Linked DNA regions of Macaca mulatta: regions 2 and 3 are each linked to region 1. The links are chromatin contacts, called in public Hi-C maps. All regions are on one chromosome and are shown on one strand. Each heading gives the region's core, a stretch centred on a gene start, on an enhancer-like site or on the middle of the called end of the contact. The rest is flanking DNA. Distances are from core to core; before and after follow the strand shown.

Region 1 (4,398 bases), core at 1,771-4,270:
TAGAGTGGAGATGTATAAAAATGTACGGTCGCCCGTGTTTTAGGGGTCGACACCCATGGACTTTTATCTCGCTCACCAAATTCCTCACACACACAGAGCTCACTCCTGTGGCCTCGGCCATCTCGGGCACCACAAAATCCTCACGGCTTGAAATTCACTTATGGAGTCCAACAAACAACTTTCTTTAAAAAAAAAAAAAAAAAAAAAAAAAAAAGGCAGTAAAATCTCAGAACTTCTGTGCAATGCTTGCAACCTGCCCACTTATTAAATAAATAGAACACCAAACCAACCGAAAGCTATGCAAGTGGCAGGCTGCCCTGGGCAGAGCCCTGCCTGTCTGCCAGGGACTACGGTGGCACGGGAGCAGGGCGTGATCGTGCTGGAAGAAATGAGAGGTGGGCTCATTCCCTGACTTTCAGACTCTCATCTCGGGAGCCCCCAGTCCTAACACTGTATTCGGCAGCTGGAGTTATCCGGCCACGTAAAGGGGCAAGGGAAGGAAGGCCGTCCTCAACTTCTTCCTGTGTTTCTAGCAGGGAAGGAACGCAATGGCTTCGGTCCCTCCACCTCTAGGTAACAAGGCAAAGGCCTCTGTAACCCAGGCAGACAGGATGTGGGGAAGGCCTTGTGTCTTTCCCTAACTCAGAATGAGTGAGCGGGCTCCTGGAGAAAGACTGTCCTCTTAGCACGTGACCCTGAAGGCTTCTAGCACCAAAGGCTGGCTAACACCTCCCACCCTCTCTGCAGGTCAAGGGATGGGAGGCGGAAGAACCCTTCTCCTGATTGGTGCCGGAAGGAGGCGAGACGGAGCATCTGCTACACCCCAGCCCGATTTCCCGCCTTTCAGCAGGAGCGTGGAGAGGTGAGGGTACAGACGTTCTGGGCAGGTCAGTGCAGTTCAATGAATGCCTCCAGATCTTCCGGGATGAAGCCCTTGTAAGGGATCTTGTTCTTATCCAGGGCCCGGGCCGCAAGGCACTGCAGGGTAACGTAGTTGAAGGGCTGCATGGTACCCCTGGCCAGCAGCTTCTCGTCCAGCAGCTCGTAGGCCGTCTTCTTGAAGGCATTAGTGGCATCCATGTGGGCCCCTGCTTCGATCAGGGCATTCATGATGGCCGGGCAGTTGTTCTGGGCTGCTATGTGTAGTGGGGTGTTGTTGTCAAAATCCCTGCTGTCCGGGTCGGCCCCGCAGTCGAGCAGCACTTTGACCACGTGCAGGGAGGGGAATCTGCCCACGGGGTAGCGGCCCACGTTTGTGGTGTCCTTGTCCACAGCCATGTGCAGAGGGGTGAAGCCGTTCTTGCCCCTGGGTGCGCACTTGAGCAGGCGGTAGACGGTCTGGTGCTTCAGGTGCTCCTGGCTGGGAGTGCACTCCACTTTCTCTAGCAGGTAGAGCAGGTGGAGGATGATGGCCAGCGCCTTGGTGAACTGGGCCGAGTCTCCGGGCTCCCTGGGCAGCTGCAGGGCCCGTTCCACTTCCCGGACCCCTTTGGTGAGGACCCCCATGAGGTCTGCAAAGCCGATCTGGGTGCCCAGACTGCCCTTGGCGGCCCGGTCCTGCAGCACGTAGGAGAAGAGTTCCGCGAAGGAGAGGAAGCTGCTGGCGGTCATGGGGCTCAGAGGCTCCAGGTTGGTCTGTTGCATGTCCAGGGCGTACTTCCACAAGCGGATGCAGCGCTCGAAATTGCCCGAGTCGGCGTACACGGCGCCCCTGTAACGGATATAATAGGAAGTGTCGGGGTGCGAGGGACCGAGGATGCGCTCCCGGATCAACAGGGCCTGCATGCGCATCTCATCCGGGTCGGTGATCAGCGCCTCCAGCTCCTCGGTGGTGTTGACCTCCCTGGAATAGTCATAGGCCAGGACCAGCTGTGGGGGCTCCGGTTTGGGCAGGTACTCGCCCCCCTGGTGACGCAGCTCCATGGCCCGCCTCCAGTGTTTGAGGGCCCCAAGCAGATCTCGTTTCTTATCCACATACGTAGCTCCCAGCAATTCCAAGGCTTCCACGGCAGCTTCCCGGCTGGTGGGACAGCAGCTTTCATAAGATTCCCCGTTCAGTGGTTCCTCCGGGGAGGAGCTACAGCATGGGGCCCCCTGAGGCTGCGCACACCCCTGGCTGGTAGAGGGGCCTTCTTGGGGCAGCCCAGGCTGAGCCTCTCCCCCTGCGATCTGCTCCTGGCCGGGCTGCTCCTGGATGAGGTACTCCACAATGTTGGTGTGGCCCGTCACACTGGCCGCAAGCAGCGGGGTCATGCCGTAGCCGTCACGTTCCATGCGGGCCTTGCACCCCAGCAGCAGCTGCAGGATCTCCAGGCTGCCGGACTCGGCGCAGTCGTGCAGGGCCGTGTTGCCCTTGGCGCTGCGCCGGTTCACCTGGGCGCCCTGCTCCAGCAGGTAGCGGGCGATCTCACGATGGCCCTTGTAGCACGAGATCATGAGGCACGTGTGGCCGTGCCGGTTGGCCACCTCAAGGTCGGCCTGGTGCTCGCCGACCAGGTAGCGCACCACCTCCAGGTGGCCGTCGAAGCAGGCGGCGCGCAGGGGCGTGGAGTTGGTGCGCGTGGTGCGGTTCACCGAGGCCCCGCGGCGCAGCAGGCTCCGCACCACGTCCAGGTGGCCGGCGGCGGAGGCGGCCCACAGCGGCGGCGCGCCCTCGATGGTCTCGCCATCGAAGTGCACCGAGCCACCGGCCTCCACGCTCGCGCCGCACCGGTCCACCAGGTACTCCACCACATCCAGGTGGCCGTAGCGCGCGGCGATGAGCAGCGGCGTCCCCCCGCCGGCCACCTCGCCTGTCAGCTCGTCCAGTTCCTCCCGGCTCCGGCCGCTGAGCAGCTTCTGGAGCAGCTGCAGCTTGCCGTCACGGGCAGCGTTGTACACGGCGGTGCGGAGGTCCATGGTTCGGGCCTCCGCCAGGCCATGGGCCGGCCGCCGGAGGACGGGGAGACAGAGGATCAGAGCCCGGACGGGCGGGAGGCAACCTTCACCGTCTCCCTCGCCGCCATCTTAGGGGTTCCTCGGGCGGAACAAAATGGCTGCCGCGACCCGACGAATGGGAGCACGCCGGGAAATGGAGTCCTCTGCGCGGGCCCACTCCATAGAACAAAAAAGGAATCATGGGGGATTAAGACTACACTTCCTAAAAGGCCACAGGACAGCCCCCGCGAGCTGTGAGCGCGCGGCATGATGGAAATTGGTGTTCCAGTTGCAGTGCATGACCGGGGAAGTTAGCAATTTGAGAACTACAATTCCCGTCATGCAGCGCTACACGACCTAGCTTGTGGGAACCGGCGAAATTTGGTGACGTACTTCCCATGGCTGTCTCTACGTCAGAGCCTATGGAAAAAGCCTGCACGATGCCCTTAAGGACTACATTTCCCAAAAGGCATGGCGAGCGACTCTGAGCCAGTCAGGACCTAGACCGAAGGCCAAGCTCGGCCAGAGGGGGCGAGTCATGATTCGGGGTTGGAGCATAGGTGAGCAGCCCACCGGCAGGGGGCGCCAAGAGGAGGCCGAAAAGCCAGGCAGGGCGAAAGCGTTTTGAGCTGGGAGAACAGGGAGAGATAAGGGTAAAAAATTACGCGCTCAGTTCTTATTCCCCCATTCATTTATTCATTCATTCATTTACATGCATTTATTTATATCCTAGCATATGTCAGAATTTCCTTCTTCTATTTTATTTACGTAATTATTTCTTATCTTTCAATAACTTCGTGGGATTTTTTTGTGTGTTTTTGTTTTTGAGACAGTCTCTGTCTGTCGCCCAGGCTGTAGTGCAGTGGTGCAATCTCGGCTCACTGCAACATCCACCTCCCGGGTTCAAGCGATTCTTGTGCCTCAGCCTCCCAAGTAGCTGGGATTACAGGCGCCCGCCACCACACCCAGCTAATTTTTGTATTTTTAGTAGAGACGGGGTTTCACCATGTTGGCCAGGATGATCTCGAACTCCTGGCCTTAGGCGATCCCCCCGCCTTATCCTCCCAAAGTGCTAGGATTACAGGCGTGAGCCCCTGTGCCCGGCCTGACATGCTGATTTCAATTCCTTTGGATAAATACCCAGAACTGGGATTGCTGGATCATCTGGTAGTTCTACTTTTAAATTTTTCTTTGGAACTTCCATACCATTTTCCATAATGGCTATACTAATTAAAATTACCATCAATAGTGCGTAAGTGTTCTCTTCAAATCCTTGCCAACATTTGGTACCTTTCATCTTTTTGATAATAGCTATTCTAGCAGTTGTAAGGTGATCCATTTCCTGGCATTTTTTTGACAGCAGTGAATTATGAGACAGAAATCTTTGGTGGCCCGAATTATTTATTTTTAAAATGTATTCAAGATGCAATATATATACACTAAAATGCATTTTTTTTTTTTTTTTTTTTTTTTGAGACGGAG
Region 2 (4,343 bases), core at 1,483-3,982, 68 kb after region 1:
TAATTTTTGCACCTGGTGCCAGTGCTTTACAGTGCTTTAGTCTCCTCATCCTAATCCCAGTCCCGCAGGAGTGAGGGTGTGTGGAATTTTACAGCAGTCTAATCCTAAATTCTTGCCATCATCTCCCCACCCCTTCTACTGTCTCTTTAAGAAAATAAAGAGGCCGGGAGTGGTGGCTCACACTTGTAATCCCAGCAGTCTGGGAGACTGAGGCGGGCGGATCTCTTGAGGTCAGGAGTTCGAGACCAGCCTCACCAACATGGTGAAACCCCGTCTTTAGTAAAAATACAAAATTAGCTGGGCGTGGTGGCGGGTGCCTGTAGTCCCAGCTACTTGGTAGGCTGAGGCAGGAGAATCGCTTGAACCCGGGAGGCGGAGGTTGTAGTGAGCTGAGATTGCGCCACTGCACTCCAGCCTGGGCAACAGGAGCAAACTCCATCTCAAAAAAAAAAAAAAAAGAAAGAAAGAAAAAAGAAAGAGAAAGAAAGAGAGAAAGAAAGAAAGAAAAGTAAAGAAAAAGAGAGAAAGAAAGAAAGAGAGAAAGGAGGCCGGGCACGGTGGCTCACGCCTGTAATCCCAGCACTTTGGGAGGCCGAGGTGGGCGGATCACGAGGTCAGGAGATCGAGACCATCCTGGCTAACACGGTGAAACCCCATCTCTACTAAAAATATGAAAAAAATTAGCCGGGCGTGATGGCGGCGCCTGTAGTCCCAGCTACTCGGGAGGCTGAGGCAGGGGAATGGCGAGAACCCGGGAGATGGAGCTTGCAGTGAGCCGAGATCGCGCCACTGCACTCCAGCCTGGGCGACAAGAGCCACACTCCGTCTCAGAAAAAAAAAGAAAAAGAAAAAGAAAAAAGAGAAAGGCAAGAAAGAGAAACCAGATTGCTTTAACGTGTAACGCGCTCTGGGTGATGAGATGAAAAGCCGTTTTAATTACATTTAAATGATCTTCTGTGTCTGGCTTGTTTTTTGTTTTTCCTCCTAAATTTCCTGCATTTAGCATATAAACACATACACGCACAGTTTTTCTTTTTCAGAAAGCTCTTTTTCAGTGTAGCTGGGGTCGGGCGCGGTGGCTCATGCCTGTAATCCCAGCACTTTGGGAGGCTGCAGGCGGGCGAATCACGTTGAGGTCAAGAGTTGGAGACCAGCCTGGGTGGGCCACATAGTGTAGGCCCTCTAGTCTCCATAAAAAAAATACAAAAGTTAGCTGGGGGTGATTGCACACGCCTGTAGTCCCAGCTAGAAGGCACCGTCTCTACCAAACGCATTTTAAAAAATTTACCCAGGCGTGGTGGTCCACACCTGTGGTCCAAGGTGGTCCAAGCTACCCAGGAGGCCGAGGTGGGAGGATTGCTTGAGCCCAGGAGATGGAGGCTGCAGGGAGGGATGATCGTACCACTGCACTCCAGTCTGGGCAACAGAATGAGACTCTTTCTTAAAAAACAAAACAAAACAAAAAAGTAGTTTGATCTAAAGCAAAATGGTGACTGTCTGCAGAAACTAATGTGATGTCAAGTATAGATTTTAGCTATGAGATGAACCAAGAAAAGGTTCATTTGACCCCGGATGGTTTTGTGGGCCATTTGACTTTCATTGTTTTAATGCAAAGTGGATTTATGATAAAGTAATAAACGTGTGTGTGTGTGTGTGTGTGTGTGTGTGTGTGTGTGTGTTGGAAAGGGTGTTTATTGGATTTCTTTTTGTCTTCCGTATTTTCCTTCTTTGGGTCTCTACTGTATCAAGTGGAATAACAGGTATTCAGGAAGAGCGGATATTGCCTTAGCTGACCACAGTCAGTATTTCTTTGGGGTGCTACAGGGTAACTAGCTCTGCACCACCATCTCTATATAAGAGTTCAAAGAACTATAACCTTTACCAGTTTCCGTAGTGTACTGGTTATCACGTTCGTTTCACACGCGCAAAGGTCCCCGGTTCGATCCCGGGCGGAAACAGCTCTGCTCTTTTCCCTAACCGGAGAAGTAATATTATTTGCAATTCACCGAAACGTAAGTTCTGGATTGTGGTCCTATTATTTGTCTTCCGACTTCCTCCTGCCTTTTAGAAAGTTTTATGGGATTTAAAAATTCCGTGCGCGATGGCTCACGCCTGTAATTCCAGCACTTTGGGAGGCCGAAGAGGGCGGACCACCTGAGGTCAAGAGTTCGAGACCAGCCTGGCCAAAATGGTGAACCGCCCCTCCCCCCGCATCATCTCTACTAAAAATACAAAAATTAGCTGGGCGTGGTGACGCACGTTTGTAATCCCAGCTACTTGGGAGGCTGCGGAAGGAAAAATCGCTTGAACCTGGGAGGTAGAGGTTGCAGTGAGCGGAGATCGCGCCACTGCACTCCAGTCTGGGCGATAGAGCAAGACTCCGTCTCAAAAATAAGTAAACTCAAAGTGGCAAAACATCCTCTTCTGCGTTGGCCGGGAATCGAACCCGGGTCAACTGCTTGGAAGGCAGCTATGCTAACCACTATACCACCAACGCCACGGTAACAAATGCCATCTCCGGATATCCTTAATAGTAGGGTATCATGGGCTTGACTGAATGATACCAAGTCACATGGGGGTGTCTCTCCTTACCCCACCGGAAGATGTCGTTCATGGGGCGTTCCGCACCTTCGGCCGCCGACGCCGCGCCGCGGGGTTCCCCCCTAAGCGCCGCGGACGCCTTGGTACGTGCCTGGTGGTGTCCAATCCCAGGCCGCCGCCTGGGCCGCTCAACTTCCGGGTCAAAGGTGCCTGAGCCGGCGGGTCCCCTGTGTCCGCCGCCGCTGTCGTCCCCCGCGCCCGCCACTTCCGGGGCCGCAGTCCCGGGCATGGAGCCGCGACCGTGAGGCGCCGCTGGCCCCGGGACGACCTGCCCAGCCCGGCCGCCGCCCCACGTCCCGGTGAGTAGCGCCCGCGCGCCTCGTCCCGTCCCGGCCGCGACCCTGAACCCGCCATTGACCGGTCCCGCCTCGGCCCTGACCCTGCCCTCGCCATCGCCTGGCCTCCCCGCACTCCGGGGCCTCCATGCACCCGTCTGCGGGTCCCTCCAGCCCCCTGCCTCGTTTCCCCTCCGCCCCAGGCCCCCTTCCACCTTCTTTCCCTCCCCGATTCCTGCACTGGCCAGGCCACCTCCCAGTTTCTCCCTTTCCCGGTCGGGCTTCCCCACCCATCCCGTTGCTGCCCAGGCCTCCAGGCTCTGACCCCTTCCGGAGGTGGCCGCACCCAAGAACGACCTCGCTGCTGCAGACCTTGACACCCTCTCCCCTTCCGTGCAGGCTCTGGAGGTCCCGATCTCCTCCCTCTCCCCATGCAAATGCTGTATGTGCACAGAGGCCACCTCCCTCGACCTGCATCCTGTCCTCACCCCTTTACCCCTTCCCCCAACCTTCTCCCCAAGGCTTGGTCTCCCCCGACCCAGTCCTGATCCTCAACCCTACTTGATCCCTTTATTAAGGACATCCAGAGACTCTTTTTCCTGCCGAGGCGTTGGTGGTGTAGTGGTTAGCATAGCTGTCTTCCAAGGGTCCAGCCCACAGGGTCCATTCCCCTTCTGTCAGCCTCCCTTCTCAGGCCTGTCCAGACGCCCACCTTCTTCCCACACAGCCTTAGGCCAGCCCTGACACTTCCCTGTCCACACCGCCTCTGAGCCATCAAAAGCGGTCTATTCCCTTGGCCTCCACCCCCTGGTCTTCCCCAGGGGCCCCAGGAGGAAGTCACTTGCCTCCCCGGCAAGAACCAACCTGCTTTCGAGGAGCTGGGACTAAAGCCCAGGAGGTGTGGACTGTAGGCACCAATCCCTGCATTCCTCTGCTGGGTCCCGGGGGAATCGGGGCCCGTGGGATGGCTTTTCTCCCAGATTCTGTCCAGGGCATGCAGACGGTGCTGCAGAGCTTGAAGTCAGAGCTAGAATCTAGCCAGGTAGAATCGGGCCTGGCAGTCTGCAGCTCCGGAGTGGGGGAGGCTGAATGGCTAACCGGTGCTTCCATTAACCTGCCACCTTCATGACACGTTTCTCCTATAAAGGTCTGTGTCCCACGCCTGCAGCTGGAATGGAGGTTCTCTGGACCCTTTAGAAGGTCAGTTGTGCTGGGGTTTGGCAGCCAGGAAGTCTGGGGTGTGGGCTGGTGGGATTCCTATGCCTGCTCTAGAATATAGAGATTGTCAGGAAATGGATTTTTATGGCCCTGGGTGGTTGTCCTCTGCAGGGCAGTGGCTGCGGCTTTTTGTGTGCCTGCTGGAGGCTTTTCTTTCCACCCCTGTCCCCCTCTAGCTGCCCCTGGAAGGAGCTTTCTGAACGCTTTGAGGAGAGGAAGGGGAGAGTGCTGATTTCGACAGGATTTGGT
Region 3 (4,363 bases), core at 61-2,560, 130 kb after region 1:
GAATGACTTCCCAAAACTTGGGATCTAATGATAGCAACAGCTAGAATATATAATTCTTAGTTGATTCGTCCTGGTGTGGGAACTTCATTCCCTCACTTAATCCTCCCAACAACTCCTTGAGGTAGGGATTATTTTCTTTTTAACTTTTTATTTTGAAATAATTTTAGCCTCCCAAAAAACCTGCAGAAACTGTAGGGTTTCCTAACACGCTTCATCCAACTGCCCCTAATGTGAACATCGTCTGTAACCCTAGGACAAGCCAGTTTATCAAAGCCAGGAAGTGAACACCCACATAATCCTATTAACAAATACACAGGGCCGGGCGCGGTGGCTCAAGCCTGTAACCCCAGCACTTTGGGAGGCCGAGGCGGGCGGATCACAAGGTCAGGAGATCGAGACCACAGTGAAACCCCGTCTCTACTAAAAATACAAAAAATTAGCCGGGCGCGGTGGCGGGCGCCTGTAGTCCCAGCTACTCAGGAGGCTGAGGCAGGAGAATGGCGGGAACCCGGGAGGCGGAGCTTGCAGTGAGCCGAGATCGCGCCACTGCACTCCAGCCTGGGCAACAGCGTGAGACTCCGTCTCAAAAAAAAAAAAAAAAAAACAAATACACAGGCTGGTCGGGCTTGATGGCTGACACCTGTAATCCCAGCACTTTGGGAGGCTAAGGGAGGCGGATCACTTGAGGTCAGGAACTCGAGACCAGCCTGGCCAACATGGTGAAAACCTGTCTCTACCAAAAATACAAAAATTAGCCGGGCGTGGTGGTGCACACCTGTAGTCCCAGCCTCTCGGGAGGCTGAGGCAGGAGAATCACTTGAACCCGGGAGGCGGAGGTTACAAGTGAGCCGAGATCGCGCCACTGCACTCCAGCCTGGCCAACAAGAGGGAAACAAAAGCAAGTATCTTGCTTCTCATCCTACTTTCCCCCCGCTAATTTTGAATATCGATGCACACACATCTTGACTGCAACGATTATGAGAAGTTCGCTTAATGGTGACCTTCGATTTCCCTCACTCCCTGTACATTTCCTAACTGAAAGAGCTGCAGTCAGCGACACGGCTGGTGAGGGATCCTGAGCCCCCGAAACGAACTCCATTACCACCTGAGGGACCCTCCAATGACCGCCCGGTTACGCAGGGTCCCTAGGGGGAAGCAGCCCCTCGGCAAAGTCCTGCCCCCAAGATGGCGGCCCCGGGCGGGGAGCGCCAGGTCACGTGATACAGCCTACGCCGACGTGGCCTCCAGCGGACGCCCCACGTGTCCCTCGCCGCGCCCCGTCCGCCCGCCCTTGCCCTGAGGACCCTTGTCCAACATGGCGGCGCCCAGCGGAGGGTGGAACGGCGTAGGCGCGAGCTTGTGGGCTGCGCTGCTCCTAGGGGCCGTGGCGCTGAGCCCGGCGGAGGCGGTGTCCGAGCCCACGACGGTGGCGTTTGACGTGCGGCCCGGCGGCGTCGTGCATTCCTTCTCCCATAACGTGGGCCCGGGGGTACGTGCCACCGCCGTCCCGGGTATTTCGAGTGCTGGCAGGCCGGGGGAGGGGGCGCGGAGCACTGGGGGCGTGGCCTGAGGAAGGGGCGCGGACCGCGGAGGTGGGTACTGAGGAAGGGGTGCGGTTTGTTAGGGTTGGAGGCTGATTGGTGAGCGCGGCACATTGAGACCGGGGTCACCACTGGGGCAGGACTGAACTCATGGGGAGCTGTGCCTTGTGGGCGCCAGCGGCGTTGAGGGGGCGTGATCACTTGTCACCTGCCTAGAGTGTCCAGGCAGCCCTGCCCTCCAGACGCAGAGGTGGGGAGGGGGCAGTGATGGGAGCGGCAGGAGGCTAAGGGGCATCTGCCCTCCTGGGCCTGAAGGAAGTCAGTCGCTGCAGCTCCGACGAGGGAGGAAGTTCCTCTTCCTTCCGTTGCACAAGATCCCCCCTCACCGAGGAAGTGAGGCCGGGTCTTCAGCCCTGTAAGGGTTATCAGCTTATCAGCAAAGTCTCTTCCCCTCTCAGCCTCCCTTTCCCCGCCTGTAATAATGATATCCTTACTGTTTTTTGACTACTTCATTTTTTCAGACTTACGTGCAGTGGCGGGATCTCGGCTCACTGCAACCTCTGGCTTCTGGGTTCAAGCAATTCTGCCTCAGCCTCCCCAATAACTGGGATTACAGGCGCGTGCCACCACACCCGGATAATTCTTGTTGTTGTTGTTTTTTGAGATGGAGTCTCACTCTGTCGCCCAGGCTGGAGTGCAGTGGCGTGATCTTGGCTCATTGCAGCCTCTGCCTCCTAAGTTCAAGTGATTCTCCTGCCTCAGCCTCCCGAGTAGCTGGGATTACAGGCATGCACCACCATGCCCAGCTAATTTTTGTATTTTTAGTAGAGAGGGAGTTTAACCATGTTAGCTAGCTGGTCTCGAACTCCTGACCACAGGTGATCCTCCCAATTTGGCCTCCCAAAGTGATGGGATTACAGGCATGATCCACCGTGCCCGGCCAATTTTTGTGTAAGTAGCAATGGAGTTCCACCATGTTGGCCAGGCTGGTCTTGAACTCCTGATCTCAAGGCGTCTGCCTGCCGTGGCCTCCCAAAGTGCTGGGATTACAGGTATGAACCACCGTGCCAGGCCGGTTTGCTGACTACTTCCTTAAAGCTAGGTGTGATGCCAAGTCCTTTATATGTTACGCCCAAGATACGGATGAGAAAATGCTTCAGATAAAAAAGAGAAACAGAGAGAAAATAGAGGCTCAGAAAAGTTTTCACTTGTCCAGGGTCCCCATGTCCCATGGCAAAACCCATCACTACAAAAATATGAAAAATTAGCCAAGCGTGGTGGCAAGCACCTGTAAATCCCAGCTACATGGGAGGCTGAGGCAGGAGAATCGCTTGAACCCGGGAGGCAGAGGTTGCAGTGAACTGAGATCATCCCACTTCAGCCTGGGTGACAGAACAAGACTCTGCCTCAAAAAAAAGAAAAAAGAAAAAGAAAGGAAAATTAGTTGAGTGTGGTGGTTGCGCACCTATTGTCTCAGTTACTTGAGAGGCTGAGGCAGGAGGATCGCTCAAACCTGGGAGTTTGAGGCTGCAGTGAGCTGTGATTACGCCCCTGCACTCCAGCTTAGGTGACAGCAAGACCCCGTCTATTAAACAAAATAAAAATTTCCTTCTATCAGATCTTTCTTTTTCTTTCATTCTCTAGGACAAATATACGTGTATGTTCACTTATGCCTCTCAAGGAGGGACGAATGAGGTGAGTTGTTCAAAATTCCTTCTAGCTTACTGTGACAGTATCCGTTGTTGTATGGAGATGTTCTGTAGCAGACAACGGGGTTGGGTCTCACATACATCACCTTACACTCATTGAATGATTCTTCCTAAACCAATAAAAAGGGAGAGTATTGGCATTAAACAGTGATGACAGATTCTGCTGTCATTATTTCACAGAGCAAGCAAATGTCTGGACAAAAGGAGGGATGGAAAATGGGAGTCTGCCATCCCCATGAGCATCTGTTGGGGTGTTGTATTTTATGTGTAGTGTAACAAGTTATCACAGCTTAGGGGCTTAAAACAGAGCACCCATTTATTATCTCATAGCTTTGTAGGTCAGAAGTCTGGGTCAGCTCAGCTGTGTGCTTCATAAAACCAAACTCGAGGTATCACAGGCCGGGCATGATACCTCATGCCTGTAATCCCAGCATTTTGGGAGGCTGAGGTGGGCAGATCACCTGAGGTCAGAATTTGAGACCAGCCTGGCCAACATGGCAAAACCCCATCTCTACAAAAAATACAAAAATTAACTGGGTATGGTGGCACACGCCTGTAGTCCCAGCCACTCAGGAGGCTGAGGCAGGAGAATCACTTGAACCCAGCAGGCAGAGGTTACAGTGAGCCAAGATTGTGCCACTGCATTCCAGCCTGGGCAACAGAGTGAGACTCTCTCAAAAAGTAAATAATAAATAAAGGTATCACAGGCAAGGCATGGTGGCTCATGCCCCGTCTCTGAGAGCATGAAATTAACAGAAAATTTTAAAATTAGCTGAATGTGGTGGCGTGCATCTATGGTTCCAGCTACTTGGGAGACTGAGGTAGGAGGATCACTTGAGCCCGGGAGGTCGGGGCTGTAGTGATCCGTGATTGTGCTACTGGGCAACAGAGCAAGACCCTGTCTCAAAAAAAAAAAGTCTCTGGTCTGGGAGAAGAATCCTCTCCTTCAAGCTCTTAGTTGACAGAATTCAGTTACTTGTGGTTCGAAGACCAAGGTCCCCATTTCCTTGCTTGCTGTTTTCTCCAGCTGGTGGCAGAAGAGCCAGTAAGAATGATTTGGGCCGGGCACAGTGGCTCATGCCTATAATCCCAGCACTTTGGGAGGCCAAGGCT

What was found. Hi-C and Micro-C count contacts between places; a contact is called where the count stands out from the background.
Region 2: a contact with region 1 is called in a Hi-C map of fetal cortex germinal zone, with 4 times the contacts expected there. The contact joins the promoter of DPP9 here to the promoter of FEM1A in region 1. A contact is called at or near these places in 7 of 14 Hi-C or Micro-C datasets (CD4 T cells, blood, cortical neurons and 4 more).
Region 3: a contact with region 1 is called in a Hi-C map of fetal cortex germinal zone, with 3 times the contacts expected there. The contact joins the promoter of MYDGF here to the promoter of FEM1A in region 1. A contact is called at or near these places in 2 of 14 Hi-C or Micro-C datasets (CD4 T cells and fetal cortex germinal zone).

The regions. Positions count from the first base shown.
Region 1 is chr19:5,646,285-5,650,682 of T2T-MMU8v2.0, reverse strand. FEM1A (fem-1 homolog A) reads right to left here and starts at 3,020. Exons shown (of 1, transcript NM_001258156.1): 1 at 215-3,020. The coding sequence starts at 2,898. The coding sequence ends at 889.
Region 2 is chr19:5,577,725-5,582,067 of T2T-MMU8v2.0, reverse strand. DPP9 (dipeptidyl peptidase 9) reads left to right here and starts at 2,732. Exons shown (of 22, transcript XR_013409569.1): 1 at 2,732-2,900; 2 at 4,024-4,076. It overlaps TRNAG-UCC (transfer RNA glycine (anticodon UCC)), which reads right to left and starts at 2,497; the gene lies at 2,426-2,497. TRNAV-CAC (transfer RNA valine (anticodon CAC)) reads left to right here and starts at 1,885; the gene lies at 1,885-1,958.
Region 3 is chr19:5,519,437-5,523,799 of T2T-MMU8v2.0, reverse strand. MYDGF (myeloid derived growth factor) reads left to right here and starts at 1,310. Exons shown (of 6, transcript XR_013409591.1): 1 at 1,310-1,489; 2 at 3,186-3,236. It overlaps LOC144337035 (a long non-coding RNA gene), which reads right to left and starts at 2,976. Exons shown (of 2, transcript XR_013409628.1): 1 at 2,847-2,976; 2 at 1,299-2,108.